5 separate regions of the Mus musculus genome follow, and regions 2, 3, 4 and 5 are each linked to region 1. The links are chromatin contacts, called in public promoter capture Hi-C maps. All regions are on one chromosome and are shown on one strand. The core of a region is the stretch at or near the end of the contact, and the rest is flanking DNA. Distances in the headings are between cores, read along the strand shown.

Region 1 (5,334 bases), core at 1,909-4,408:
TCATATCTCCTGCTGGAAATTAAAAAACAAACAACAACAAAAACCACGAATAAAAATTGCTCACTCGACAAAATAAAAGGGAAACCCGGTGGAGATTGGTGTTGACGGAAGGGTGCCACGGTACAGTACTTTCCAGGTAATGAGGAGCCAAAGAAATCTGATGCTTTCAAAGCTAACTTATGAGAGAACCAATTTTGCATTTGCTAATGCCAGTTTAAAACTCCCAGGTTAAGTGTGAGAATTGGTTGGTATGAGATTTTCTTTTTTTAAAAAACAAAAAACAAAAAACAAACCAACATGGTTCTGGCTGCCAACCGTGAGTTAAAACTCGAGGCTTGTTGTGAAGCCTAAAAATATTCACAAATGAGCTTTAAGCTGGTGTCTTCAGAAGGAAGGTAGAAACAAAAGGATTGTGGTTAAAAATAATAATAATAATAAAAACTGGGGTCAGTGCTCTCGGTGCCTTTTCTATAATTGTACTTGTTTTTTAATTACTTCCTTTCACTGCCAACCTCAAATTACTGTACAGTACATGTCTTTCTGCTTGTGATCAGCTTGGAACAGCGACAGCCCCACAGCTAGGAGCCACCTGTACATTTGTAAGCTGACCCGACCCAATTTTGTTTTTACATGTGTGGGTTATGTTGCAGCTGTTGCAATCCTCGACCCCCCTACCCCCGCCCCCACCACACCTATTATTTTACACAATTTGACCTGTCTGAGGACACTGAGTAATTTACATAAACAATTGTATTCATAACAGGGAATAGAATGTAAAGCCAGCTCTTTTCAGAATATCCTATCTCAATCATGGATCTGGATACATTTACTCCATTGCTTATGGTTCAGATGACCAATCATTTGACCAGAGCAATGACCTCAGTGGATTTGCTTCAACCCTCACATTTATTTTTTAGTGTTTCACATGCCACATTAGCTGAATATGTTAGAAAACTCTGGAAGATAAAGACTTACATAGAATTAGGAAGTTCTTATGGAGGAGATAGAAGTAGGGTCAAAACCTACCAGTACAACTGTGAATTCTAGGTGAGGTCGAAGCATACTTCCACTGACACAAAGCATTTATGACCACCTTTTTTGATTGTAACTCTTAATTTTGAATATAAGGTGATAGGCGCAGCTTTCTTGGATAATCTGAATTCCCAAGTGCCAGGAGTAGGATTTCATGATAAAATTAATAGCTAATCTTATTCTGTCTCCTGAAGATTTAATTGCTATCCTTGTTACCCATTCAAAATCAGCTGTACTGTGTGAATGAAATAAAGACATTAAGATGAACCCCTTTCTGGCTGCACGGTCGCTTATGGCAGTTCCACACAGTAGTTGGCGCCCAACGGGGGGTCCCTGAGACTTGCATGTAAAACTAGTCTAGATGTCTCCTTTTTTGTAAGTTTTATTTTTGTAATTGTGCATGTAAAGCATCATTGAGTCAATGGATCTGTTGAAGAACTCAGCTGCTGGAAACCATGCAAAATGTTTTGAATTGCCCTTAAAAATATGGAAAATGTTTTCTGAATGCTTTATATTCTTTCTGCTGTAAATTAAAAATGAAGAAAATTTCCCCATATTATCTGTGTTTTGCTTTAACCTGATCTGAAATCCAAGGTGTTGACAGTGAGGTCATAGTTAGAACTGGAAGTATTATTTTACTTTCCACATGCAGTGTTCTCCCACCCAGCCTTTCACTTAGAGCCACTTTCCCAAAGCACTTCCTTTCTACCTACCTTGCCTGGTTCCTTAACACATCGATTTATTTTAAATGCAGTTACTTGGAAGATAAGGATCTCAATTTTAAATTAACCTTTCTCATGTAGCTCAGAGTACCCATGAATTCCCAACGCTTAAGCTTAAGGGTGACATTGAACCTCTTAACCTTTTACCTAAAAGCTTTCGTTGCGATTATGGGTGTGCTAACAGCCTGGGTCTACGTGGTTCTGGGGATCAAACCCAGGGCTGCATATTAGACAAGCACTCTGCCAACTAAGTACACTCTTTAGCTCTACTAGGTAGTTGGCTGGGTTGTGTGTGTGTGGTTTTTGTGTGTGTTTTTTTTTTTTTTAAGACCCTTTCCAGCTTACCTCACAAGGCCTCCCTGCTAGGTATTCTTCGTCACTGTTCCAGTCCTCTTGGCTGTAGAGTTCTGTTATCTCTCTGGTAGGACTTCACTTCTGATCTACCTCAGAACTAGTGCCAGTTTCACACTCTGAACCTCCCACCAGGAGCCCACTGCATTTTCTGTTCACTGTTTAAGCCCGGCCCCACACTCTCCATTTCCTCCTATCCAGAATGGTTTTTATAACTACTACTCAACCTAGTACCCACTGGTGTGGCGCTCTTTAATTGCAACACACACCTTTGGGAGTTACCATGCTGAAGTGGAAAAATACCTTAGTGTATTTCATTGAGTGAATCCACCAACGGAGTTTATTTAGTCTGTTTTAGACCTTGTTGGGATTCTTTTCCACATAACTACTCACCCCCGTTGAACAAAAATTGAGTGTCGTCTCCGCAAGGGCCAGGGAATTACAGAAATGAAGAACCTTACAGTTCTCTAAGCCAAGGCTCCCTTTAGGGATTTAATATCCGTGCAATGGCAAATATTTGTCATGTGAGAACCTGAGAGGAGACTTCTCCCAAATCCTGTGGCCAAGACTCCACATGGACTTCCTACTGCCTCTTTCTCAGAAAAGAACTTTGTCTCCTCAGGACCACTAGATTATTCTGGAACGTTAGGCACGTCCGCTGTTTCTAACATGAGAGACAAGGTATGCGGGCTCACAGTAATGTAAAACGTACCCATTCTCACTCTAAACTGCCTTTCCAGGGCTAGAGACAGGGCAGCAGAGACACTGCAGGGAGCTGCTGTGATTCCTTGGCGGCGAAGAGCCCAGCCCAAAGGCGCAGGCGCCGCGCTCTAGCCCCGCCCACTTGTCCACCGAGAACGCCCGCCCACTCGTCAGCGCCGGCGCTACTTCAGCGCAAGCTCTGGCCCCTCCCACTCCGCTCTGCTCCGAGGTGACAGCCCGCGCTGCGCCCGGCTCGATTCCTATCCCGCCCATTTCCGGCGCGCCCCTGGCGACTAAGAGCGCGTCGCGGGTTCCGGTCCGGCCACCGCTCGTGACGTCACCACGGCCCCGCCCATCTCCTCAGCCTCGGTTGCCTGCAGCGCGAGTCCGTCGACCCTCGGCCATTCGCCGCCGCCACCGCCGCCAAAATGTGAGTGACGCGCTGCGCTGAGAGGCGAGGCGGGCTCCGGGGATGGTGGCCCACTCCTGCGACCCGCTTCAGGCGCGGTGGCCGCTGCTTGACACTCGGACTCGAGTGGAGGCCTCGCAGGCCTACGCGCGGAGTCCCGGGGCCTGAGGTGGGCAGCGGCCCCGCGGTGCACCCTGTCCCCGGACGCTGCGGGACGAGTCGTGGCGCCGCGACGTCCCCGAGTGCCCCGCGGACGGCGGGCAGACGCGGAAGGACGGGGGTGGGGACACCGCCTGACCGAGGAAGCGGCCGCCACACCCCGCGGCTCCTTCCTCGCGAGGGGCGGGAGCGAGCGTGAACGCTCACTCTGTGCGCGGGGTGCGCCCGGCAGGAGCGGGAGACCTGAGGTGGCCGGGAGCCCGTCGTAGGCCAGCGTTTGGCGCTCCCGACGCATCTGGGCAATGGGTTTCTCTTCCGTTTTAAGCCAGCACACTCTGGTTTTAAAATTGGTTTCTAATTGCAACCTTCAGCCAGAATTGTTGTCACCACTTAAGATGTACCTGGTCAGACTGCTGAGCAAATGGCAGTGTCCGGTCCACACTCAAGAGGATTAAATTGGTTCAGTTCAGCCAGCCGCATGTTCAGCCTAAGTTTTAATAAGATGGGAAGGATCGTAGTATCCTCTTTAGTGATATTAGACTTTAAAGAGAGAAAAAATAAATAACATGGATAGTGCTTCCAGAGCACGGTCCTTACCTGTTTAATTTTCGGACCCTGAGTTATGTGAGACAGCCATCAGTGATGTGTCCTTGGTGGTAGACACAGTGCAAACTTTAAAAAGTGCTGTGAGTCAACCCTAGAGTGACAGTTGTGTAGGAAGGCAAAAATTGGAAGCTGTTTTAGATACAAGAGTTTAATGGAGGCAATAAGGACTTAAAAACCAGAGTACTTGTGAAAAGTGGGGATGAGTGAAAATCCAGACTCACTGAACCTATGAGAGATGAATGACTTTCCAACAGAGACAGTTGCTTCAGCCTCCTTCCCGTTCATACAGACCCCCTCCATGCACTTTGAACCTATTTCTTCATATTGTCTGTTCTGTGATTGTTCCTAATTATCAGCCACAACAAAAAGATCAGGAGTCTACTTTAAACATCTGTGTGTCTTAAAGCAAGTTTAAAAAAAAAAAAAACCCACACTTTATTGACATAGAACAGATCTTGTTAAATATTTGTTTCAGACTTTTATCACTATCAAGTGATACAGTCTTAAGAATTATTGAGGGGTTATAAAAACATATTAGTGCCTTTATTTTTTACCTTGGGACTTTTAAGAAATAACTGCAGTGTAAGGAGTTAAGACTGCGTCCCACCATAACAGTTTATACACACAAACAGGCCATGGTATACTTGAGAGCAAAGGACACTTGAGAGCAGAGAACAACCTCACATGTCAGTCCTGGCTTTCCACCTTATTGGAGACACTATCTCTTGTTCAGTGCTGCATGTATCAGGTGAGCTGGCCCTCAGGCTTCCAAGACTCTCATGTGTCCACCTCCCATGTCATGGTTGGAGCATTGGGATTATATATTAGCTTATCAAGTGCACTGGGAATTACAGTGTACTCATACTTGTGACTTTATACCTTTCAGGTCTACAGGTGTGCCTTCGGGGTCAAGTGCTGCCACTGGCAGTAATCGAAGACTCCAGCAGACACAAAATCAAGTAGATGAGGTACCACTCTAAAATTTTAAATGTGACTTTTAAACAAACATGGGAATTCTCTAGAATTTTATTTAGAAAAAGAGTCGTTGGAGCTAGAAAGATGTCTCGGGAGTTAAAAGAACACTTACTTGTTCTAGCAGAGGATCCACCTGGGTTCCAAGCACTCTCATTTGTATCACGAAACTGCTTGTAACTGCCTCCAAGGGCACATGCATGCACCTGTACACACAGACACAAGCATGTAATTATTTTTTTAAAACATTAGAGAAAAAAGGCATCAGCAGTGTGTGGGCATAAATTTTGACTATATCAGAAGTCATCTTTTTAAACGTGTATTTAAAGGGCAATAGTACAGATTCTGCGAGAAACTCAGACAAGTATTTCCATATTCTTT
Region 2 (5,348 bases), core at 1,547-4,046, 780 kb after region 1:
TGGAACACAGCACCACTACCTAACAAAACTACTGATTTTAGTGAGACTTTCAACCCAACTTCTCCTCAGCCTCTTTGGCAGAGTGGGTGTCTAAATCCCAGAGGAAATCTCTAATGCTAGGATTTTACTTTCTGTAAGTTTATTTTTTTAATGATACTAAAAAAATTCTTAAAGAGCTGCTGGTGTATATAGTTTCCTACACCTGGAATGCAAATAAGCCCCTATTTTGTTTTCTAGTTTAAGACAAACTACACTTCTCACAGAAAGAAAGAGCATCAATTCAAAGGAGTCCTTGGAAGACACAATGTGAAAATACCCCTGATAACAGAACAAATTAATGTCAAGACACAGCCAATAACATAATAAGGCTGCGACGCAAGTGTGCCTGTCAAAGGGCATCTGTATTAGCAGCCTGGGGAAGTGGCATTTGCAGAAAGGCACAGCGGCTGTGTTTAAAAGAAAATCATTAAGCCTCAGCCGTTAATCCCCTCCCCCATCCTCTTCACTGGATCGTCAAAGCAATTAACCAGTAGAAGGTGCTATTCTGCAAGCCACATGTATTCACATTAACCTCCATCCTTGGCCCAGAGCAGGATTTAGCCAGGTGGACTCTCAGTCCGGTCCAGCATTCCAGGGGGCCTCTACCTCAGTCCCCAACCAGAAAACCAGATCTTTTCTTAAAACACTATTGAGGGGAAAAACTATATTGATAAGTCAAGGATCAAGGACCATCAATCAAATCAATTTCTCTCTCCCTCTCTCTCTCTTACACACACACACACACACACACACACTCACACACACTCACACAAAATACTGCAACATATTAACCTCAAATAGTCTTTATCATTTTAACTGAGACAACCTATTTCTACTTATAAAGGCCCCAGTCACACTCAGCAAAATAAAAATCAAGTGAACAAATCTGCCCCTAACAGAGCCAGGGGTCTCAAGGAATGGAAAGCAGAGAGTGCAAGACCACCATGACAGAGTTGATCTTTACACAGATGGAAAAGAGCAAGCAGCAGAAAGCAGGGCTGCAAAGGCAGGGAGGGAAACAGGAGTCTTCTGAAAGCGTTCCACAGTGTCCTTTAGTGTCCCATGTACTCATCTGCCTTGCAAGGTTGCAAAAAAAAAAAAAAAGGCAGATGTGAAATGGGTGAAAGAAAACTGAACAAGAAAAGCACCTTCCCATCCCCCATCTCCTCTCATCCCTCCCCAAAAGAGCCGTGTTTGTCTGTGCAAACCTAGCCCCAAATATGGGAGAGAGAGAATGGATATCTGTATGGAAGAACAATGAGCCCTCTGCCTGGTTGTGTGTGTGTGTGTGTGTGTGTGTGTGTGGTGTGTCTGTGTCTCTGTGTGTGTCTGCTTCTGCCTCTGCCTCTTCCCTTCGACCTCAACAACAGAGAAAACTGGAAGGCAGGCTTTCACCCAGACTAGGCCATCAAAATCAAAAACGGTTTGCAATTTAGAGTGGAATTAACTCAGCAAGCAAATCCATGGAAGGAAATATCTCGCCAAAGATGATTTTATTATTGTATAGATAATCCTCTCCCTCCCCTCCCCCATCAGACTGAGACTAAAGAAACCAGTGTACACCAGACAAAAAGGTCTCTCTTTAAATGGAAAGCAATTATAAAAGCTATTTGAAATCTAACCTAGGATGTATTATTCATTTGAGCTGCACTAAATGTCTGTTTTGTAATCCACCAAGCTCACACTCACTAGTTAATCTGTTTTGTTTTGTTTAGTCTTAAGAATTGCTTTGCAGAAGGCTATTTCAAGATTCATACAAAACTACTTTTTCAGAGCCACCTTAAAATAGCAGCACATACTGAAACATTTAAAGCACCCAGTTTCTCAAGGGCACATTCTGCTGAAATCAATGTTTGAAGTCTGTAATCAAAAAAAAAAAAAAAAGTAAGCAAACCTTGGAAAAGAGACAGAGGATAATGACTATTCAACAATGAATCATTTTATTTTCATTTCAACAACTTCTCAAGCGAACAGTTTCAAAGGAAACCTGCAATACTCCCTCAACACAACACACACCCCATTCGATGTAAAACTACCTTCTTCCCATAACCCTAAAAAAATATAAAGAAAGAAAGAAGGCACCCTCCTTCAGACAGCAGAACTTAAAATCATGACAGAATTCTACGCCGCTCCAAGTGGTATTTGGTTCCCTAATTTTGGAATCACAGAGCCTGAGAAGAGAGACACAAAGGAGGAGTCTTCCTCCTAATGTGAAATGAGACTTTAATGAGTCCGTTCCCAGACCCCCACATTCACAAATATCCAAGAAATGCACAGCTTCGGGTCCTTCCCTCTCACAGTTGAGCTGCTCAGCTAGTGGCGTGTAACAGTTTAACCTCAGACTAGTTCCAGAGCGTGCCTAAGAAGCCAAGAGAGAGCAGGGGTCAAGAAGCACGTAGTACAGTCACCTGGCTCGCACAGGACCAAAGGCAGCGTCCGGCCCATGGTTCCCCGAGGGCTCGCCTCCACTCTCACCCTTCGCATTCCGCCTCGGCTTTCCCGGCCGAGCCCCACCGCCCACCCAGAGCACTCCGACCCCAGAAAGAGGGGCCGAGGAGGGGCGCCCGCGGCGCGGCGCTGACAACTTGGACACTTACCTTCCCCTCGGGCGCTACACCATCAATGAGAGGGGTGGCGGCCGGGCTCCGGGGAAAGTGCAGGGACCGGGAGGGAGGCCGCGGGGGCCGGCGGCGGACCGAGGGCGGTGGGCGCGGGGCCGAAGGGGCCGGCCCGCGGGGATGCGACACCGGGGGGCTGCGGGGCTTCCCTGCCGGGACTTCGACCTCCTCGGGTGGGCCAAGCCTTCAGCAGTGGGAGCCCAGGACCATGTCTGGTTTTGTGGATTTTTTTTTCCCAGAGGGCGAGTGGCTCCCACCGGAGGATGGTAGGGTTTTTTTTTTTTTTTCCTACCCCTCAACTAGGAGAGAAAATGAGGCGGAAACAAGGTGGGGAGCGCGTGAGGGGACGAGGCGCGGGGAAGGAGGCGGGGACCGAGGCCCGGCGGGGCGAGAGGCTGCGGAGCGCGGGGGGCGGCTCGCGAGCGTCTGTGGGAGCAGCGGCACCTCCGCGATGGTGGCGGAGCCGCGGGGCTGCTGCGCCGACCCGCCGCCCACTCCGCGCTCGGGCCCGGCCCACCTCGCAGTATCGACCATCACCATTGGTCTGTCTCTTCGTGACGTCAGTAGAGGACGGGCCAATAGGAGGCGGAAGGCGGGCCTGGGGGCGGGATGTTTGCTCCAGCTCGCTCTTCCATTTTCTTTTTTTTTTTTTTTTTTCTTTTTTTCCTCCTTTTTTTTCTTCTCTCTCTCTTTTTTTTTTTTTTTCTTCCTTTTTAATAAAATGAGCAGAAGGCAAGGCAAGGGGAGAGGCCAGGCTTTGGTGGCGGCGCGGCCGAGCCCTTAGTGCACGCTCCGGGCGGCGGCCGGAACCTGGGAGATGGGCTCCCCGCCCCAGGCGCGGCTTTGTGCTTGGTCCGCCCTGCTCGGCCACAGGCAGAGCTCCCAGCGGCCAGCCCTGTACTGACCCTCGGGATGGTCTACCTCAAGCGGGTCGGTCTTAGGGGTGGGCTTGGCGACTGTCCCCTTGCTCTTATTATTACCAGAGCCATAATTGCTTATTTCATTTAAGAGACAGATTCCTATTCCTTGAGGTTCAAGGGGAGCTACAGAGTGGATTCGAAGTTATTTGTTCTGATGGGTAGTTCATAATGTTTTAAAAATAATGTTTGACCGAAACTGAAGTGAAAAAAAAAAAAGAAAAGAAAATGTGAATTGGTGAATTGTGCTGCTTATTGATGAGAATAATAAAAGGCCTCATTAAGTAATAAAGAACAGGGCTCAACTGCTCTTTGCAGAAGACCCCACTTCGGTTACCAGCACCCACATCAGGCTGCTAAAGCTGCCTGTAACTACAGCTCTGAGAAATCCAACACTCCTCTAGCCTCCATGTGCACAAACCTACACACACACACACACACATATGACTTTAAAAAAAAATAGTAATAAAGAACAGACCATTACGACGGAGAGTCTTTTAAAGAGAGCAGTAGCTGTGCCCTGTTGGGGGAGGGGAGGCGTAGACTAGTTTCACCAAGGCCTGGTGGCTCTTACCTGTTATCTTAACACTAGAGAGCCAGAGGCAAGAAGATCTTAATTAAAGGTTAAGGCCCACCTGGTCTACAGTGTGAGTTGCAGGCCAGTCAGAGCTACATTTGGAAACTCTGTCTTAAAAATGCCAACAAAAAAGGAAAGGAAAATCCAAGTATCACCTTTAAAAAATATTACTATATTCCCACTATGCTCAAAGACATTATCACCATGTGTACCACATACTATAAGCCTGAGCCAGGGCAAGCCAATGCTCCCATTCTACTTAATATAATTTATAGGATCGTGGGGTTTGGAATTTTAATTATAATTACCAGTTTTTGAAATGCATATCATGTTTATTGAGTTCTTTCACAGACTCTGGCATGAGTCCAGGGCGAATCATCAGCCTATTGTTAGTTTGTTAATATTCTGTAAATGCTTATTGGTGTCCTTAAACCATACACTCTTCTCAGAGGAGTTAAGGTCTGTATATAATAGAATAATTAAAGGATAGAGCTTGGCTTAAAATAATTCACCCATCTATTTCAAATAGAGGGATAATTTTCTCTTTGGAGTGTCTATTCAGATTATAATTCCCACATCCAAAAGTTCCTTTTAAAAATAATTTCAACTAGCAGATGTCATTGAACTGTACGGCCCAAGAGATCTGAAAGGAAATGGGGTCTTTTTTTAATTTAACATTTTTTTTCTTCATAAGGGGTATATGCATGCTACAGTGATCCCAGGAAGGCTTTTGGGGGTCTTGGGTCTCTCTAGTCCACTCTCCACGGACTCCAGGTTTGCAGTTCAGGCAGTTAAGCTTGGCAGTAAGAGCCTTTTTACCTGCTGAGTCTCCAAGGCCCACAACTAAGCCTTACCACTTACTACCTTTCAACAAGAAAAAACTCTTCCCTTTCAAATAAAATGAGAACTTGGGAATAAAGAGCTGGCTCGATGTCTAATAATGTTTGCTGCTTGCTCTCCCAGAGGTCTGAAGTGCAATTCCCAGCATCCATGCAGGGCAGCTCACAAGTGCAGCAACGTCAGCCGCTGGGTCTCTGACACACTCTTCTGGCCTCTGCATTACCTGCACACATATGTGCATACACAAATTAAGAAACACAAACATGGGGCTGGTGAGATGGCTCAGTGGGTAAGAGCACCCGACTGTTCTTCCGAAGGTCAGGAGTTCAAATCCCAGCAACCACATGGTGGCTCACA
Region 3 (5,671 bases), core at 931-3,430, 900 kb before region 1:
AAGATGCCAGGTCATACCCAACTCTGGCGGCTACACCAGGCTATCCCAGGTGAACAGAGGCTTGCATGCAGAAGCCATTACCAATTCTGGGCTTGTTTGAATGCTGAAATACTAGCTAGCTCTTGGGAAGCTAAGGCAGGAGAATTGTAGTAAGTTCCAGACTAGTATGAGTTACAAACCGAGTTCAAGGCCAACCTGATCTACCTAGGTACCCTTGCTCAAAAAGAAACCAACCAACCAACCAAGCTTTCTTCAACATACGTGAGTGGTAAGACCCAGACACCATCTGACTACACCTGCAGGGAGGTGTCAGCCCAGTGCTAGCCAGTGGAGTCTAGTCAACCCCAGAAATGATGAGAACAATTCAAATTGTGGCAGGCTGAGGATATAGTTCGCTTGTAGAGTCTGGATGTATAGGGCTCTAGATTCCTTTTCAACAATTCTACCACCACAGGTGCAGGCCAACTGTTGTGGACATGACTTTAATCGCAGCACCACATCTGGGTCTGAAAGCTTTCAAATAGTATATACTCAGCAAGGCATGATGGTACAGGCCTGAAATCCTAGCAATCGGGACAATGAGACAAGAAGATCATGATTTCCAGGTCAGCCCAGGCTATAAGCAAGACCTTTTATAAACAAAAGCACAGACACGAACTCCACACTGACAACCAAGTGATGATTCAGCAGAGGGAGAGTAGCCATTAGAAACCTAGAACTGCGCTGCAGTCGTCACTTTCAGCTGCCCTGCTGCTCTTAAGGCACAATAACTAAGAACTCCAACTGGTAACTTCAGACTCAACAGCCGTGGCGCTGACCCAAATCTATGGGAAACAATAAACTGGAGAGGTGACACGAGCCGAGGACAAAGCTGAGCACGGTGACAACCCGACTGATGAATTAACTGTCCTGGAAATGGCTACTCAGGTCACCCTGAGTTGACTGAGGTGTCTTTTCATTCCCGAGGGCCCAGATGCTCTTTAGTCTTCAGGAAATACACTTGGCAGACAGTGTGCTGCAATACCAGAGTAGGAGGGTTTCTCCCCACGTGCCCACAGGCTGCAGCTTAGCAGCAACTATTCACTTCCAACACCGTAGGTTTTCTTATGACAAGTCACAGGTTTGAGAGGAGCAAAGTTACACTGAGTTCTGACAGGCTCCAGCATACACGACTAAAGCAAATATGGACCACTGGACACCCGACCGAGTGGTCAGATGTCTGCTGAAGCTTCAGGCTAAGTGTGTGTACCCTAAAGCATACTTTTGTAAAAGCAAAAAGGCATTTACAAAGAACAAAATCTTTTTAACCTCTACCACCATTTTTAAGCCACAGACTTGGTTCTATATAGCTCTGGCTGGCCTCAAACTCCACCTGTCTCTACCTCCCTAGTGCTGGAATTAAAGGTGTGTGCCAGCACAACTGGTCACAGTTTTGGTAATTTTGTTTGTTTGAAAGGAGCCCTAGATGGCCCGAAAAGCACAATTAATCTAGGCCGACCTTGAACTTGTGGCTATCCTTCTGTCCCTAAAATCAAACCAATAACCTTGCATTCTGTCTTTCTGATACCCAGCTTTCCATCATGAAGCCGTCACACTTAAAGAGGAGAGAGCACACCTGGGTACTCAGCTCTGGAGCGGGCTTGTGTGTTGCTGAGCTCTAGGCAACCGTTCATGGCTGACTTTATCTGTATGTATATATATATATATATATATATATATATATATTTTTTTTTTTTAATTTAATTTAATTTTAATTTTTTTTTTTTTTTGGAGATAGGATTTCTCTGTGTAGCCCTGGCACTCTATAGACCTGGGTAGCCTCAAACTCACAGATTTCTGCCTGCTTCTGCCTCCTGAATGCTGGGAAAGGCGTGCACCAGCATGCCCAACATCAAAACATTCTTCTTTTGAATTTTACAAAACTCAAAAGGAAAGCGCCACTCTTAGCTCTAGGCTGCACACTACAGAATGGGGTGCAGTTTGCTGACATGCTGTAGACACAATGGCCACCAGAGAACCAGGTGACAGGTAGCCAGCCCTCCCACAGCAGGAAGGACTCCTGGAAGCTGAGCTGCCATGCAGCTGGCAGAGCGAGATCCTTGACTCAGACCTCTGTAACACTGGGTGTGTATGGGCTGAAGATCCACCCCGCAGTAAGGAGATTAGCACTACCCTCCCCAATCCCCCTTGAGGCTGGTGATAACTAGCCTATGGGGCTCCACCCAGGTTTCTGTTTATTCAGCCAAGCCACTCAGGAGAATGTGCCAAGTGCACCCAGCCAAGAGAGAGCTCCATTCACAGCCATGTGCATGGTCTCCTGCTTCTTTTCCCTTCGCTAGCCACCACTGCTCCTTCCTGAGAGAAACCACAGCTGACAGACTTGTAGCAGTCTTCACTTTCTCATTAATGGTTATCTCTTTGAGACAGATCCTTACAATTTCAACAGTGACTCTTTATTAACTGAAAGCCTCCCAAAAGGCAATGTGGTGACTCGGTCCCCAGCTAGCAGCACTGACTGAGGAGGCTCAGGTGTCCAGCCTGGTTGGAGGGATTTAAAGTCTCCCAACACCTGCGGTTCGTCCTCTTGGCTTCCTGCTCTGGTCATGTCTACCTCTCCCTCACTGCCAATGTTGCCATCCTTTCTTTCGAGACAGGGTTTCTCTGTGTAGCCCTTGCTGTCCTTGAACTCAGAAATCCGCCTGCCTCTGCCTACCAAGTGCTGGGATTAAAGGCATGCGCCACCACTGCCCAGTCAATGTTGCCATCCTCTGTGGACTCTTATCCCTCTAAACCACAAACCTCAACTAGCTCTTGTTTCTCTGAGGTGCCCTGTCGTGGTGTTGTATGACAGCACAAATGCTAAGTGGACAGGCAGCTCTGGTGGTGATGAACAGCCACAGACCCATTCAGTATCTGACAGCCAGGACCACGTAGGCTTTACAATCGTTGGAAGGAACAGCTAGGAATGTGTCAGCCCGGGAAGAGCCTCGGCCCACTGCAGCCTGCCACTCCTGCAAGGATCTGAGGCCTAAAGGCAATGCAGCCAGTTCTTTACTGCAACAAGCCCCAGGGCTGGATCAACTCCTCACACTACAGCCACATTTTCATTCTGCATGGGATCCTCTCTAGCCTACCCTCTGCCACTGAGCACAACAAACATGGGCGCCAAGGGTTTCCTCCTGTCCCATCTGGTCGCCAAGGTCGGCTGCCTTTATGACTCCAAGACCGCATCCACAGCACAGACTGAAGCCACAGCAGCCTCATCCTGATGGCTGGGCTCTGCCCTGGAATCTAAGCAATCAACTTGGGGTGGGGGTGGGGCACGCATGAACACGTGTGTGACATGTGAAAGTCAGAAGACAACTTTTGTGAATGAACTCTATCTCATGGACCCTGGAAGTCAAACTAAGGTTGTCAGAATTGGTCGCAAAATACCTTTACCATTGAGCCATCTGCTCAGTCCCATAACAGAATTTCAAAAAAAAAGAAAAAAGGCGGTTGATGCCTTTATTCCCAGCTGGAGGCAGAGTATTTTATCTGTGATTTGAAGGCCAGCATGGCCTACAGAGTGAGTTCCATTCCAGGACAGCCAGGGCTACACAAAGAGATCCTGTCTCAAAAAACAAAAACAGGGCTGGAGAGATGACTCAGTGGTTAAGAGCACTGACTGCTCTTCCAGAGGTCTTGAGTTCAATTCCTAGCACCCACATGGTGGCTCACAGCCATCTGTAATGGGACCTGATGCCCCCTTCTGGTGTGTCTGAAGACAGCTACAGTGTATGCCATGTCTTCATGTCTGAACACAACGAGCCTTCCTAACCTTGCTGGTTTCTATCAGTACTAGGAAACAATAATCTCTATGTAACTTCCACATAACAGGGTCAAAAACGAGACCCACGTCCATCCTCAGAGACAGCCGAGCTCTGTAAGCACAGGGAGGGATGCACAGAGGCCTGTGAGCGAGGCAGGGCTGCTTTGGGTCATGGCCACGTGGGGAGCTTTCTGGACAGACAGGAGTCGCACCGGCTCACACAACCTGAGACCCTCATCCGGCAGCTCGATTCCAAGCTGCAGGCTCTAAAAGGCAGTGTGGTGGGTCATACAAACCAGACACCCAGACCAGAAGGCAGGGGCAGAGTGGCCCAGTCAGAAGACCAATGTCATCAGCTGGACGCCAGAGTTCTGATTCCAATTACCCCACCCGGCTGTGACTGCATGACTGAAGCCCACTTGTGTTGGGGCTTGATGGGAGGGAGGTGCTCAGGTCCATAACGGGTAGCTGTGTCCACAGATCCACACCCATGGGTGGATTAAAAATATTCAGGAACATGTATTCATTCCCCATTTTCTTATCCTTATCCCTGAAGCAGAGCATAAAAACCGTTCAGTTATTTAAGTACTCTAAAGAGGGCATTTTGGGGGGTGGATGGAGAGGAGGGGATTGAAGCTATGACCCCACACATTACAGCCACATGCAGCTTCAGTAAGGAGCTCCACCCATAGCCTTAGGGATAATTCTGGGCCCAAGGGAAGCCCTGTATAGGTTCTATGATACACCACAGTATCTCCTCCAAGGGACCTACATGCCTGTGGGCTGTATCGGGAGAGGTCCTCTGGGAAACTGTCATTTATCTCATTCACTTTGTTTCATAGTACTAGGGACTGACCCCAGGGCCCTGGGCAAACACTACCACTAAGCTACTGTCCCAGACATGCCCCACCTAACTTTTATTGTCAGTCAGGGCCTCACTGAGCTTCCCAGGGTAGCCTTGAACTCATGGCAGTCCTACCTCAGCATTCCAAGTGCTGGGATTACAGGCGTTAGCCACCACCCCAGGTTCTTACACACTTTAAGAAGCAAGAGTCAAGCTGACACTCGTACTCTGGAGACAAAGACCTCCCATACTTTAATGTCCTACAGCACACACGCTAGGATGAACGTGACAGAGGGTCACCTCCTGTGACCCTAAGCTGCCACTGTTCACTCAGGAAAGCAACGATGCTTCCTACTACTCTGCCTCACTGCGAGACACAGGCGGCCTCAAGAGGCCATGGAAAGGCTACCGGCTCCTTATCATGACAGGAACAGGCTGTAGCAAGGCTATCCAGACACAAGGATAGGGCCCAGCCTGAACAGCAAACAGCACCCATTCACTGCTGGATAGGACTGAGCCAGAGTCAGTCAGTCAGTCAGTCAGTACAATGGCACCTCAAACTTAGTAAGATACCTGTTTGCCTCCTGGCTGGGGTCTAACTCAGAATGACCTCCTCAGGAGAAGGAAAAAGATACTGTACAGGAGGAAAAGGTAGCGAATGAATGAGGATTCCAGTCTAGAGACTGGGGTTCACGGCAGCAATGTCTGGGATGATGAAGGCAGAGGCCCCGTTTGGTACAAGCTAGATATGCCTTCCCAGACTAACTGGCACAGATGAGAGGACCACTGCCTCAGCGCTTGAGCTGTTGGCTACAGGCCTTAGGGGGCTTTCTGACTCTCCTCCACAACAGTGTCTGAGCACTTGTCTCTGCTACAGCTCGAGCTGCCACCTTGTGGAACATTGCTTTGGAATAAGCAGCAAGGCCTTGCCCCACCTAGTTTTATATGCTGTCACTTCAAAAAATGTCATTATTTCAACCTGGCTTTCCCAGGTCCTCTGAGGTGGCGCTGGCTAC
Region 4 (5,341 bases), core at 2,404-4,903, 880 kb before region 1:
ACCCCAAACCTCCCAACAGCCTTGAAAAAGAGGTTGGCTGGTCAAAAGACTACATGAGGACCAGTCAGGTTTCTTTAGACAGGGTTTTGTGTTTGTTTGTTTTGTTTTAATGTAGACCTGGCTGGTCTTGAACTCATGATAAGTTTACTGCTTCAGAATGCACTGCTAAAAGAAATTCTTTAGGGTGTAACATGAGAGTGATAAAGAAGAAACCAGACCATATTATTTAGGAATCCTAGCACTCGGGAGGCAGAGGCAGGCAGATTTCTGAATTCGAGGCCAGCCTGGTTTACAAAGTGAGTTCTAGGACAGCCAGGGCTACACAGAGAAACCCTGTCTCGAAAAACCAAAAAAAAAAAAAAAAAGAATTCTATAAAAAGGGCCTTAGAAATAGCTCAGTAGTTGAGCACACTTGCTGTTCTTGCACATGACTGAGGTTCAGTTCCTCGCCTCCCAATAGCTCACAACTATTCATAGGAATGCATACAGCGCATATATTTGCATTCATGCATAGCACTCAAACAAGTCTAAAAGAAAAAAAAATCTATAAAAAGACAACAATCAATAAATCTAATGCTAATTTGTTGTCAAGGAATTCTTTCTTCAAATAGTTTGGAAAAAAAATCACCCCAGAAGTCAGATGAGTTTGATTTTAGTCCTGACAGACAGACATCTAACACGGCGAACCACACAGCAAAGCTGGTTTCCTGAGCTCCACTAACGGTAACTGACCCGAGGGTGAGGGCCCTCTACCAACAGACAGAAGCTCCGCAGCAGTGGAGAAGGGGCCTCACCAGGGCCACAGGTTTTGTTTATGGCAGGATTTTGTGATCCTGGCTACCCCCTGACACAAAAAATTCAGAGTGATATTGTGCAGCTTAAAACCTGAGATGGGAGATTCTTAGGAGATTTCTGGCATTTCTTACTTTATTTATTTAATTCTCTTCTGCATTTAACTTTTTACTTTACCTTTTTGAGATGTGGTCTCACGTAGGCCAGGCTGACCTCAAACTACTTGTGTAGCGGAGGACACCTTAAATGTCTAAACCAACCTATTTCTACTCCCAAGTGGCACTGTGCCCAGTTTATTCAGTAAATGCAGGGCCTGATATGGATCATGGTTTCATGCATGTTAGACAAACATTCTATGGACGGAGCTACAGCCCAGCTCAGTGCTTATAACCCGCAATCAGAATGGCCTAGTTCTGCAGAGTTGCTTCCACTTGCAACTTTTCTAGGGAAGAGACTGAACCTGGTGGAAGGCTGACCATTCTGAAGATGTCCTTTGAAGGTGCTTCTGAGTGCTGGTGGGAAGAGCAGGATTCCCACAGGAACTCGACCAGGGTCAGAACAGACAGCAAACGCAGCAGCTGCTCAGACACACAACACAAACACACAAGCACACCCACCCGCTCACATGAATGAAGATTTCTTCTGTTTTGTTCTCTGGCTAAAGCATGCTATTTCAACTTCAGGTTTGAAAATACAAAGCAAACAGAAACCTAGCAAACACCAATGTCATCATCTGCAAAGCTTTCTTTGCAGTAGGAGCAGCAGCCACAAAGTCAGCAAGCAGACACGATGGCATTCAACACTGGATGTGTTGACAAGAACAACTCAGGACAGAGGCTTGTCTGGTGAGGACTTCATCTAGTTATAAATGCAGAGAGTGCCGCACTCACTGGCAGAGGTAAAACATCCCTTTAAAAGAAGTGTTTCTTTGGCTCCTGTCCCAGTGCAATAGCAATGAAAGGCCCTGAAATCCCAGAGGGCTCACATGTCCTGAACACCTGGACCGGTAGAGGTTCAGTAGCTCTGGCAAATGGGTAAAGAATGGCGGCTCAATTGCTAACAACCCAGACTAGTCAGAACTCAGAGATTTAAAAGGAAAGAAAACAGCAAACCCATCTCAGAAAGGTCGGTTCCTTTTACCACTCTGCTTCTTCAAGAACCAGGAAATGTCTGGGCCTTGTGCCTCTGGCCTTTATTCCTAGCATTTGAGTGGCAGAGGCAGCCAGATCGCTGCGAGTTCAAGGCTAGCCTGGTCTACACAGTGAGTTCTTGCCAGCACTACACTGTGTCAGGCCCTGTGGCAGAAAAAAAACAAACAAAAACAAAACAACTCAGGGGAAAACCTACAGTTTCATTCAACTGCTAACCTGGAAGTCCAGGAAACGTTTCCTGGAGGAGTTTCTGTGGTAAGCAGTGGCTGATACAGGGCACAGTATAGAGACAAAGAGCTTTGCTGTATGTGGAATGGTAAACTGAGGCAGTAGAGTTCAAGAGCTGGGTTTCTGGAGTTAGACTGCCCAGGGACGAATTGCACCTGTTTGTTCCCTCGATTATAATTACTGGATTGAATATATATATACACATGTATATATGTATACATACATATATACACACATATGTATGTACACACACACACATATATATGTATACATACATATATACTCATTCATACTGGATTGTTATGAGAGCGCCTATCACAATTTAAAGAGACACTGAGTCAGTTCTTTCAGCAGGTGGCTGTGCAGAAAACACTCAGAAAGATATTGGTTATTAGCACACAGACCAACTTTTACTGGCAACTGGGTTAGCTTTGCTGAGGCTAGCACAATTCCCTTACTTTTGATCTTTACCAGAAACCCTAAAAGACAGGATTGGGACTTGTGTGGAAGGACTGACAACTTGGACCCAGCAGCCACAGACCTCTCGAATGCCTTTCGTGACCTGACCTTGGAAGCCTTTCCGGGAACCCTTCTCTGACGGAGCTCAAGTGCGGACTAGCCATAGAGAACAAGAACGTATGCGAGGTATACACGTGCCAGACAGTGCGGACCTCAAGGGTGACTTTTTATTCTCGAGGAGACCGCGTGAATCCACTGGCAAGCACTGGATGCTGAAGTGCGGTCAGAGCGCCGGTGCGTCTCTGGCCTAGCACTTCTTGCTCATCCACGGCCCCCGAGTCGAGGCTGGAGAGGTCTTGCTCTCTGATTTCTGGGCAAAGGCTCAAGGGATCGGAGGAGGACACGAACGCCAGCCTGGGAGGGTAGCCTCTGCTTCGGAAGCACCAGCGATTGAGGGTCCGACCGAACCCTGGAGAGGCTCCCTGTGGCCTTGACCTTGCTGTCCAGGGCTGCGATCGCCCAGCTCCTGGCTCAGGCTGATGACCCTACCCTCTAGCCTAGGGTAGGAGTATGTAGGGGAAGCGTGGGACCTGGTTCCCCACTGCAGCGGCTGCCCCGGGGTCCTCGTCCCCCTTCCGGCAAGTACGTGGGTCCGGGTCCGGGCCAGGCCTGGGCACGGTGCACGCCATGCACGGGTCGCGGAGCGCCAGGCAGACGCTGGACCCGCGCCGGGGCGCGAGGGTCGCGGCGGTGCGGGCAGCTCGACGGCTGGCAGGCGCACACGGCGGCGGGGTCACGCGGCCTCCGGGCCGGGCCGTGGCCTTGCCGGGGCGGCTGCGGGGCCAGAGCCGCCCGTCCGACCGTCCAGAACCACCGAGCCGGGCCTCAGCCTCGCCGACGCCACGCCGCGGGCCTCACCTCCCTGCGCACGTTCAGCAGTGAGTAATAGTCTTCATTGTCCAGCTCCTCCTCGCTCAAGGCCGTCGCCATCTTCGCAACCTTTCACCCCGCCAAACCGGCGAGGCCGTGGTTAAGAGGGTCCGGCGCTGCGTAGCGCTTCCCGCGCGCCTCCCGCCCACGTCACAGCGGCCCCTGGCGGCCCGGAGCCGCACAGCAGCCCTTGGGACGCGCCTGCGCACTGCGCCCCCGCGCGGCCGAGGCCGGAAGCTGGGAGGTGTATATGTATACCAGCCTCTCGTGTGTGTGTGTGTGTGTGTGTGTGTGTGTGTGTGTGTGTGTGTGTGTGTGCAGTCTGTGTGTGTGTGTGTGTGTGTGTGTGTGTGAAACCTGTGTATGTGTGTACCAGCATGTGTGGGTGTGTACACAAGCATGTGTGTGTGTACGAGTGTGTGGTGTTTGTGTATGAGTGGATGCATGGGATGTGTGTATGAGGGTGTAAGGTGTACGTGAGAGTGTTGTGTGTAAGTGTGTGTGTGTGTGTGTGTGTGTGTGTAAGCGTGTGTGGGGTTTGTGAGAGTGTGATGAGGGTATGAGTGGGGTGGGGTGTATGAGTGGGGGTGTCCCGTGTGTTTAAGTGGGGGTGTGGTGTGTGTGTATGAGAGTGTGGGATGTGTGAGAGTGTGGGATATGTGTGTGTGTGTGTGTGTGTGTATGAGCACGTATGGGGTTTGTGAGAGTGTGGTGGGGGTGTGAGTGGGGTTGTGGTGTATGTGTGGGGTTGTGGATGTGTGTTTATAAATGTGTGTTCAAGTGTGGGTCAGTGTATGTGTGTGAGTGGGGGTGTGGGTGTGAGTGGACATATTGTGTGTGTGTTTACGGCTGTGAAAGTGATGGGGTTATGTGGTGTGTGTGTATCTGTATGGGCAGGGTTAGTATTCAACAGGGCCGCACCACACTCATAAGACCCTTATGGCCCAGGTTCTGGGTGGCGGCGAACCCGGGATGGCTGAGCTCCTTCCCCTGTTTTGGAGTCTGTTGTAAAGCCACCCTGAGCCCAGGCACGCATCTCTCCCGGGGCCCACCCACAAGGGAAGCCGCTGGTGGACCCACTTGCTGACTTATGTGTGCTCAGGAAACCTTCAAAGTGGTTACCTACACCCTTTGTGGTCCACAGAGGCTGCCTTATCTTCTGTTTCTGTCATGTTTTGTCTTTTCTTAACCATTGCCCTGAATGTAGGAGCACCTGGCCTTTTTTTTTTTTTTTTTTTTCCCTGCCGCATAAATGAGGAGGCAATATCCATTTGGTTCTTAATTGCGTCTGGCGTGCATATATACCTGTGGTTCCTACCTCAGAGCCATTCTGCTGGAAATTTCTCCTGTATAATTTAGCAGTGGAGTCTAATTGATTTCAACCTGGTGCCTGCTGTTTGGTGCCTTATTAAAAACGTCTTGGTTACAATAATCTAAATATTTTAAGTGTCTTTGAAATTATGTTATCAAGTGGTGGGCAGCAGCGTAGGCCCCTCCACCTGTTGGTTCACATGACCTGAGTCTTTTCTCAGGGGTCCTTGTTGTTCCTCCACACAGCCATCCGCTTGCCCGTCATAAGCTGGTATCCTGGGAGACCCCGACACCTGTCTGCAGATAGGAGAGGTTGATTTCTTTCTCATCCTAATTCTTGGCCAGATGTGCGCCATCTGGGCCTGTGTCACGTCCCTTCCAAGGTGCTCACTCCTCTTAGGATCTTTTGGCGGGAGACATCTAGGTGTGTGGAGTCAGCCTGCAGTAGGCTGTTGACCCAGGTTGTAAAT
Region 5 (5,032 bases), core at 1,655-4,154, 930 kb before region 1:
GCTGGAGCGGTAGTCTGGTCACACTTAGCCACTGTGTCTCTTGAATGTACGGTTCCCTAGGGAAAAAGGGCTTGGGAGGCCGCCTCTCTCAACTGTTGGTTTCCTTACAGATGATGATTCCTGGGACCTCGTCACCTGTTTCTGCATGAAGCCCTTTGCCGGCCGCCCCATGATCGAGTGTAACGAGTGCCACACCTGGATTCACCTGTCCTGTGCAAAGATCCGCAAGTCCAATGTCCCGGAAGTTTTTGTCTGCCAAAAGTGCCGGGACTCCAAGTTTGATATCCGTCGCTCCAACCGGTCCCGAATGGGCTCCCGGAAGCTGTTTCTGGACTGATCTGGAGCTGTGGAGGAGATAGGCGGGACTGGAAGGGCCTGGGCTCTAGCCTCCCTTAGTTGAGCACAGAACTCACAGCTCTGGTGCAGGCAGACCCTGCCACTCAGGTGCCTAAGCAAAGGACAAGCCGTCCAGATAGAACTGTACATAGCTAGTGAGCAGATCAAACCGTGAGAGCTGCTGCTCCAGCTATGTTCTCTGCATTGGAGGCAGACAGAGCACCAGGTCTGCTTCAGCTAACAGTGAGGGCACACAGTCATTGTTAGCCAGTCGCCGCCATTGGGAGCCGGTGCTAGCTGTCCTGTCTCCGCTGTGCTCGGGAGTGGAGGTGTTGTGTTTCCCTGGCTGTTTGTTCTCAGTGTTGCTCTTTTATCACAAGTGTCTATACAGCAGCCGTCCAAGTTGCCCGCCCTTTTGTGGTCTCACTTCCTTGCCTCAGTTGTACTTGCTGAGCTGCTGAGCTGTGGTCTGGTGTCCCCAAGAGGAGCCCTGGGTGGGGGGGCAGTGGTTCTTTGGGTTTTCACGGTTGGTTTAAAGGGACAATGTGTAGCCGCCTTTCCACAGAGTGAGGGTTGGGGTGGAGGTGTTCTGTGTTCATAACTCAGTTTCTTGTTTTGCACGATGTAAAAAACAAAAAGCATATTTTTTTCCCCACAATACAGCCCAAAGTATTTGCCACTGTTACACTGGGTGTCCCAGCTCTGCTGGTGGTGCCCAGTCCAGTAACAGTCCACAGAAGACACTGTCCTTGGGCCCTGTGTGCTGTTCTTCAGATAATGGGTGAAAAGAATGGGCATTCTGCCTTCCATACAGGTTCCTGGGGCAAGGCAAGGTCTGAGTGCTAGAGCACCAGCTTGCAGAGTTTCAGAGGTGTGAACCAGAGCCCTGGTCTGAGTGAGGGCTGGCTCAGCTCCTGGACACTGGTGGTCCTGGGGCAGAGGGAAAGGAGGAAGAGGGCGTTGGCTCTCAAACCAGCATCTCCAGTGCTCATTCTTTCTCCGTAGTGTTTCCTACCCAGTTGTCACGCGTATTCTTTGTTAGCCTGAGACAGAGCAGAGTGGCCAGTGTGTCACCTTTCTTCCCCTTCCTGGAGTACCTTTGTAAGGTCACAGGCATTCTCCCACATTGTCTTAAGCACCAAAGGAGCTCAGAGTGTAGACTGTAACTTGGCAAATCAGAGCCTTTTTTTAAAAAAAAAAATAATAGCATCTTTCTCACTCACCCAGTTTAACTTTCTTTCTTTTTTTAAATCCTGTTGCTCATATTAAAGTAGAAGTACTGCTGAGCTCTGTAGATTGTGCAGACCTCAAGGGGAGAGCTCTTCTAAAGAGAAGCTGTGATAGAAACAGTCTTGCCCCCAGGCTATTGTGTGGCTCTGATGGGACAAATACCCAGGACAAGTTAGAGGAATTTGCCAAAGACCTGCCCCATGACAGTTGTTGTCCAGTGTCTTCACCCTGAGAATAACCAAAGTTGCAGTAGTTTTTTTTTCTTTTTAAGTGCATTTAAGAATATGTGTGGTTTTGTTGTGGAACAGTGGAGCTGGCCATTATTACATGTGCTCAGAGATCAATGCCTCTGGAATACATTTGACATCTGTTTGTGTTTGCTTGCTTTGTTTTTAAGGGGATCTTTCCCTGTGGGTGGTGTCAGAATTTGGACACCTTGGTTTGGGGGTAGGTTGAGCTGGGCAGCTGCAATCAGCTTGTTTATGCAAACTGGGCGTGAGCCTCTCTGGGCTCCTGGTTGATGGCTAATGCTGGGAGGGAAGGGTCAGCCCCAAGTAGACCCTTCCCGTGGGCTTTGGCCAGGCCAGACACAACATCGTTTACATGTTCTGTGTAATTATAAAGTTTATGTGTATAAAGCAAGCTGTTTCTGTGAAACTGTATATTTTGTAAATAAAGATATTGCTACTTTGAGGTCTGTGCCTCCTTAGGTGTCCTGTGCTGAAAAAGGCTGTGGGTCTCCCCAGTTGCTTGTCAGATGGCGGATCTGGCAGAGCTGAACTGATGATGAAAAGGGACCATGACCCCTGCTCCACTTATCCAGTTAGCTCTCAAACCCAGTGTGCACTTTTGAAAGGCTTCCCTTTCCCTCAATTCCTGTCACACTTGTCTGTTCAGGTGTGCCGGCCACCCCTACCCTCTACCCCGCACTTGTCTGAGCTTTCAAAGCCACAGCCATTAGGGCCCTTTGAAGTTCGGACTGGTGAGGTGAGTCCAGTGCTAGGCATCTTCTGTCTGTATAGTGACCAGCTGGGTACCTCCCTTGGGATCCAAACCTTGTCTGAAGCTGAGATGAATGAAGTGTGAGTTCAAGGCCAGGCAGGCTCTGTACCTGTCTGTAACGGACAAACCCAGCCCTGCAAGCCAGAAACTTAGCTGAGTTAGGAGTCGACGCTTTTTTAGTCCAGGTTTCCAAAGTTGTTTACTTGGGCACAAGTTGTAGGAGGTATTCCTCAGCTCTAACTTCTTTAGGGAGCAGAGCAAGTCCTGCTCTGGCGCCCCGAGCCTGCGGACCCCGCCCCTCAGGCTCCGCCCCCCGAGGCCGCCGAGCCGCCATCTTTTTTAGGGGCAGTGGGCCCATCTCCGAGATGCCGAAGTCTTGCGCGGCCCGGCAATGCTGCAACCGCTACAGCAGCCGCAGGAAGCAGCTCACCTTCCACCGGTGAGGGATGGGGAAGCCGGGACCCGACCCTACGGAACGCTCGCGGGTCTCGGTGCACTGGGCGGGAGCTCCGGGAGGCCCAGGCCAGGGTTTGCAGGCGAGGTGGACCGGGACTGCGTAGAGGGGCCGGGCCGGGCGCGGGCGATGCTCCTGCGCGCGGCCTCACAGCCTGACCCCGCCGCCCCCTCCTCGCCTGGAAGCAGTAGGTGCTCAGTGCAAACTAGATGGGCGTGAGTGGCACCTGGCCGTGTCCCTGCTCTGGCCCCTTGCGCCTGCGTCACCTCGCGGGAGGCCTGGAGGAATGAGTGCTCCCAGGATGGCCGGGCCTCATGGCAGGGATTTCGGCTGTGGGAAGGTGGGAGATCCCCGGTTCTGCAGCCCTGGGACCCCTTTTCCCCAGCAAGACTCGTGCTGAGCCCTTTCTAGGGAAGCACCCTTCAACTGCTCCGGCTTCGAGCGATGTCTGTGCCTTCAGGGCTCAGTTCCTGGCAGCCCGCACCCTGTACACTTTGAATGTTTCTGCTGAAGAGTAGCAACCATAGAAAAATACACACATCAGTTGGCAGCCCACAGACGTCTCCGCTGGCATCCACTTACAGTCTTTTCTCCCACCAGCCCACAGGGATAGCTTGCATGTGGGCTGCGTGGCTGTGGCGAGGTTTGAACCTTAAGAAATGGAATCTCTCTCTCTCTTCCTTCCGGGCCCTGCGAGAGTCATCCTTGCCCCACAAGCACTATTCTGCATAGTATTCCATTGACCACGAGCCAGGATGTGTGCTCTGCATGGAAGGGCCTCCGGGTGGCTGCATGGGTAGTTATCAGGTATCTGAGTTGCCAGAAACTCGGGGGAACACTCACCTCTGCCCGCTCTCATTCTTTGTTTTTAAGTTAAATTCATTTGTGTGTAGAAGAATCCTCCACCCTCTTGCCATGTCTCCCATGGGATGGATGGTCAGAGGACAGTTTCTTTCCTGTTTTGTGGGGCCACAGGGATTTTGCCAGGTGTCTTATCTATTTTAATAGCCACCTCCTCCATTGAGACCAGGCCCTTTTCTGTAGTTCTGACTGAAGTCAGTGAATAGAGCTATGTACCCAAAACTGGCTTTGAACACTCAAAAAAAAAAAAAAAAAAAAAAAACACCCCCTCCCTTAATGCATGCTGGCATCCTGTCTGGGAGACTTTTATATTTTACTTTGTGTTGGAGATGGAGCTCAGGCCTTCCAGAGTAGTGGGTAGGCAGGTGCTCTACACACCTTGACTTTTTTTTTGGTTTTGTTTTTTCGAGACAGGGTTTCTCTGTGTAGCCCTGGCTGTCCTGGAACTCACTCTGTAGACCAGGCTGGCCTCGAACTCAGAAATCCACCTGCCTTTGCCTTCTGAGTACTGGGATTAAAGGCATGAGCCACCACGCCTGGCCACACCTCCGAATTTTTAAACTTTTTTGTTTTGTTTTTCAAGATAGGATTTCTCTGTGTAGACCAGGCTGACCTTGAACTCACAGAGATCTGCCAGCCTCTGCCTCCAGAGTGTTGAGATTAAAGGCGTGTGCCACCACTTAAGTGTTTATGGCACAATCACCACATGTCCTGGTAGGCTTCCTGAGGACAGTTTAGATCTGTGTGTACCCCGTGCTTTGACATCTCTCCTGTGCCCTCCCGTCTGCCTTCTGACTCTATCCTTGCTTCAGGCTAGTGTTGCTTCTGTTAATTCGAGAGGGCTGGTCTTGTGTAGCCCAGGCTGGCTTATGAACTGGACCCTTCCAGGTATCCACCACTGTGCCCCACCCAGGTCTTGCTTATAGGTCTGTGTCATCTATCCGGCTTTGTCTTAAAAGAACTCTCAATAGCTTTTGACTAGGCAGTTCTCTTCCCACTCCCTGGGCGCATCCTGACCTTTGTCCCACATCTCCCCCGTCAGTCTCCATCCCAGAGTCCTCTCTACTTCCTACACTGAGTGCTGGCATGCTCAAGATGGAGCCGTTCAGGGCTTCTCCCTAGTGCTGAGATCGCCGAGGCTGGCAGGCT

What was found. Promoter capture Hi-C pulls out the DNA fragments that hold promoters and counts their contacts.
Region 2: a promoter capture Hi-C map of the HPC-7 cell line shows a contact between it and region 1. The contact joins the promoter of Rere here to the promoter of Vamp3 in region 1. A contact is called at or near these places in 5 of 39 promoter capture datasets (the HPC-7 cell line, hippocampal neurons, liver and 1 more), 1 of 484 Hi-C or Micro-C datasets (embryonic stem cells) and 1 of 115 datasets of contacts at active chromatin or transcription factors (memory CD8 T cells).
Region 3: a contact with region 1 is called in a promoter capture Hi-C map of the HPC-7 cell line, with 4 times the contacts expected there. The contact joins the enhancer-like site here to the promoter of Vamp3 in region 1. A contact is called at or near these places in 7 of 39 promoter capture datasets (the 3T3-L1 cell line, the C10 cell line, the HPC-7 cell line and 3 more), 2 of 15 datasets of contacts at CTCF or cohesin (large pre-B cells and pro-B cells), 5 of 115 datasets of contacts at active chromatin or transcription factors (astrocytes, bone marrow-derived macrophages, epiblast stem cells and 2 more) and 1 of 9 other capture datasets (embryonic stem cells).
Region 4: a contact with region 1 is called in a promoter capture Hi-C map of hematopoietic stem and progenitor cells. The contact joins the promoter of Dnajc11 here to the promoter of Vamp3 in region 1. A contact is called at or near these places in 16 of 39 promoter capture datasets (the 3T3-L1 cell line, the C10 cell line, the HPC-7 cell line and 11 more), 7 of 484 Hi-C or Micro-C datasets (B cells, the G1E-ER4 cell line, bone marrow-derived macrophages and 3 more), 11 of 115 datasets of contacts at active chromatin or transcription factors (the 230-238 cell line, astrocytes, bone marrow-derived macrophages and 8 more) and 2 of 9 other capture datasets (adipose tissue and liver).
Region 5: a contact with region 1 is called in a promoter capture Hi-C map of liver, with 2.9 times the contacts expected there. The contact joins the promoter of Thap3 here to the promoter of Vamp3 in region 1. A contact is called at or near these places in 9 of 39 promoter capture datasets (the 3T3-L1 cell line, 3T3-L1-derived adipocytes, the C10 cell line and 4 more), 3 of 484 Hi-C or Micro-C datasets (Th1 cells, cerebellum and pancreatic cancer cells), 13 of 115 datasets of contacts at active chromatin or transcription factors (astrocytes, bone marrow-derived macrophages, cardiomyocytes and 9 more) and 1 of 9 other capture datasets (adipose tissue).

Annotation. Positions count from the first base shown.
Region 1 is chr4:151,055,777-151,061,110 of GRCm38.p6, reverse strand. Vamp3 (vesicle-associated membrane protein 3) reads left to right here and starts at 3,158. Exons shown (of 5, transcript NM_009498.4): 1 at 3,158-3,237; 2 at 4,868-4,949. The coding sequence starts at 3,236. Gm38529 reads right to left here. Exons shown (of 2, transcript XM_017320565.2): 2 at 2,055-5,159. The coding sequence starts at 3,670. The coding sequence ends at 3,101. Camta1 (calmodulin binding transcription activator 1) reads left to right here. Exons shown (of 24, transcript NM_001081557.3): 24 at 1-1,588.
Region 2 is chr4:150,279,364-150,284,711 of GRCm38.p6, reverse strand. It overlaps Rere (arginine glutamic acid dipeptide (RE) repeats), which reads right to left and starts at 2,796. Exons shown (of 23, transcript NM_001085492.1): 1 at 2,637-2,796.
Region 3 is chr4:151,957,205-151,962,875 of GRCm38.p6, reverse strand. The region is part of intron 4 of Dnajc11 (DnaJ heat shock protein family (Hsp40) member C11); the gene reads right to left. Among named protein-coding and RNA genes, the nearest start is that of Dnajc11, 26 kb to the right of the region's middle. Within about 2 kb of position 2,180, at least 45 of the 459 cell types and tissues checked have an H3K27ac peak or open chromatin away from gene starts, as enhancers often do. A contact at or near this core is called in the HPC-7 cell line, where this site is marked.
Region 4 is chr4:151,932,032-151,937,372 of GRCm38.p6, reverse strand. It overlaps Dnajc11 (DnaJ heat shock protein family (Hsp40) member C11), which reads right to left and starts at 3,653. Exons shown (of 16, transcript NM_172704.3): 1 at 3,549-3,653. The coding sequence starts at 3,620.
Region 5 is chr4:151,986,858-151,991,889 of GRCm38.p6, reverse strand. Thap3 (THAP domain containing, apoptosis associated protein 3) reads left to right here and starts at 2,904. Exons shown (of 4, transcript NM_175152.4): 1 at 2,904-3,007. The coding sequence starts at 2,934. It overlaps Phf13 (PHD finger protein 13), which reads left to right. Exons shown (of 4, transcript NM_172705.2): 4 at 111-2,259. The coding sequence ends at 337.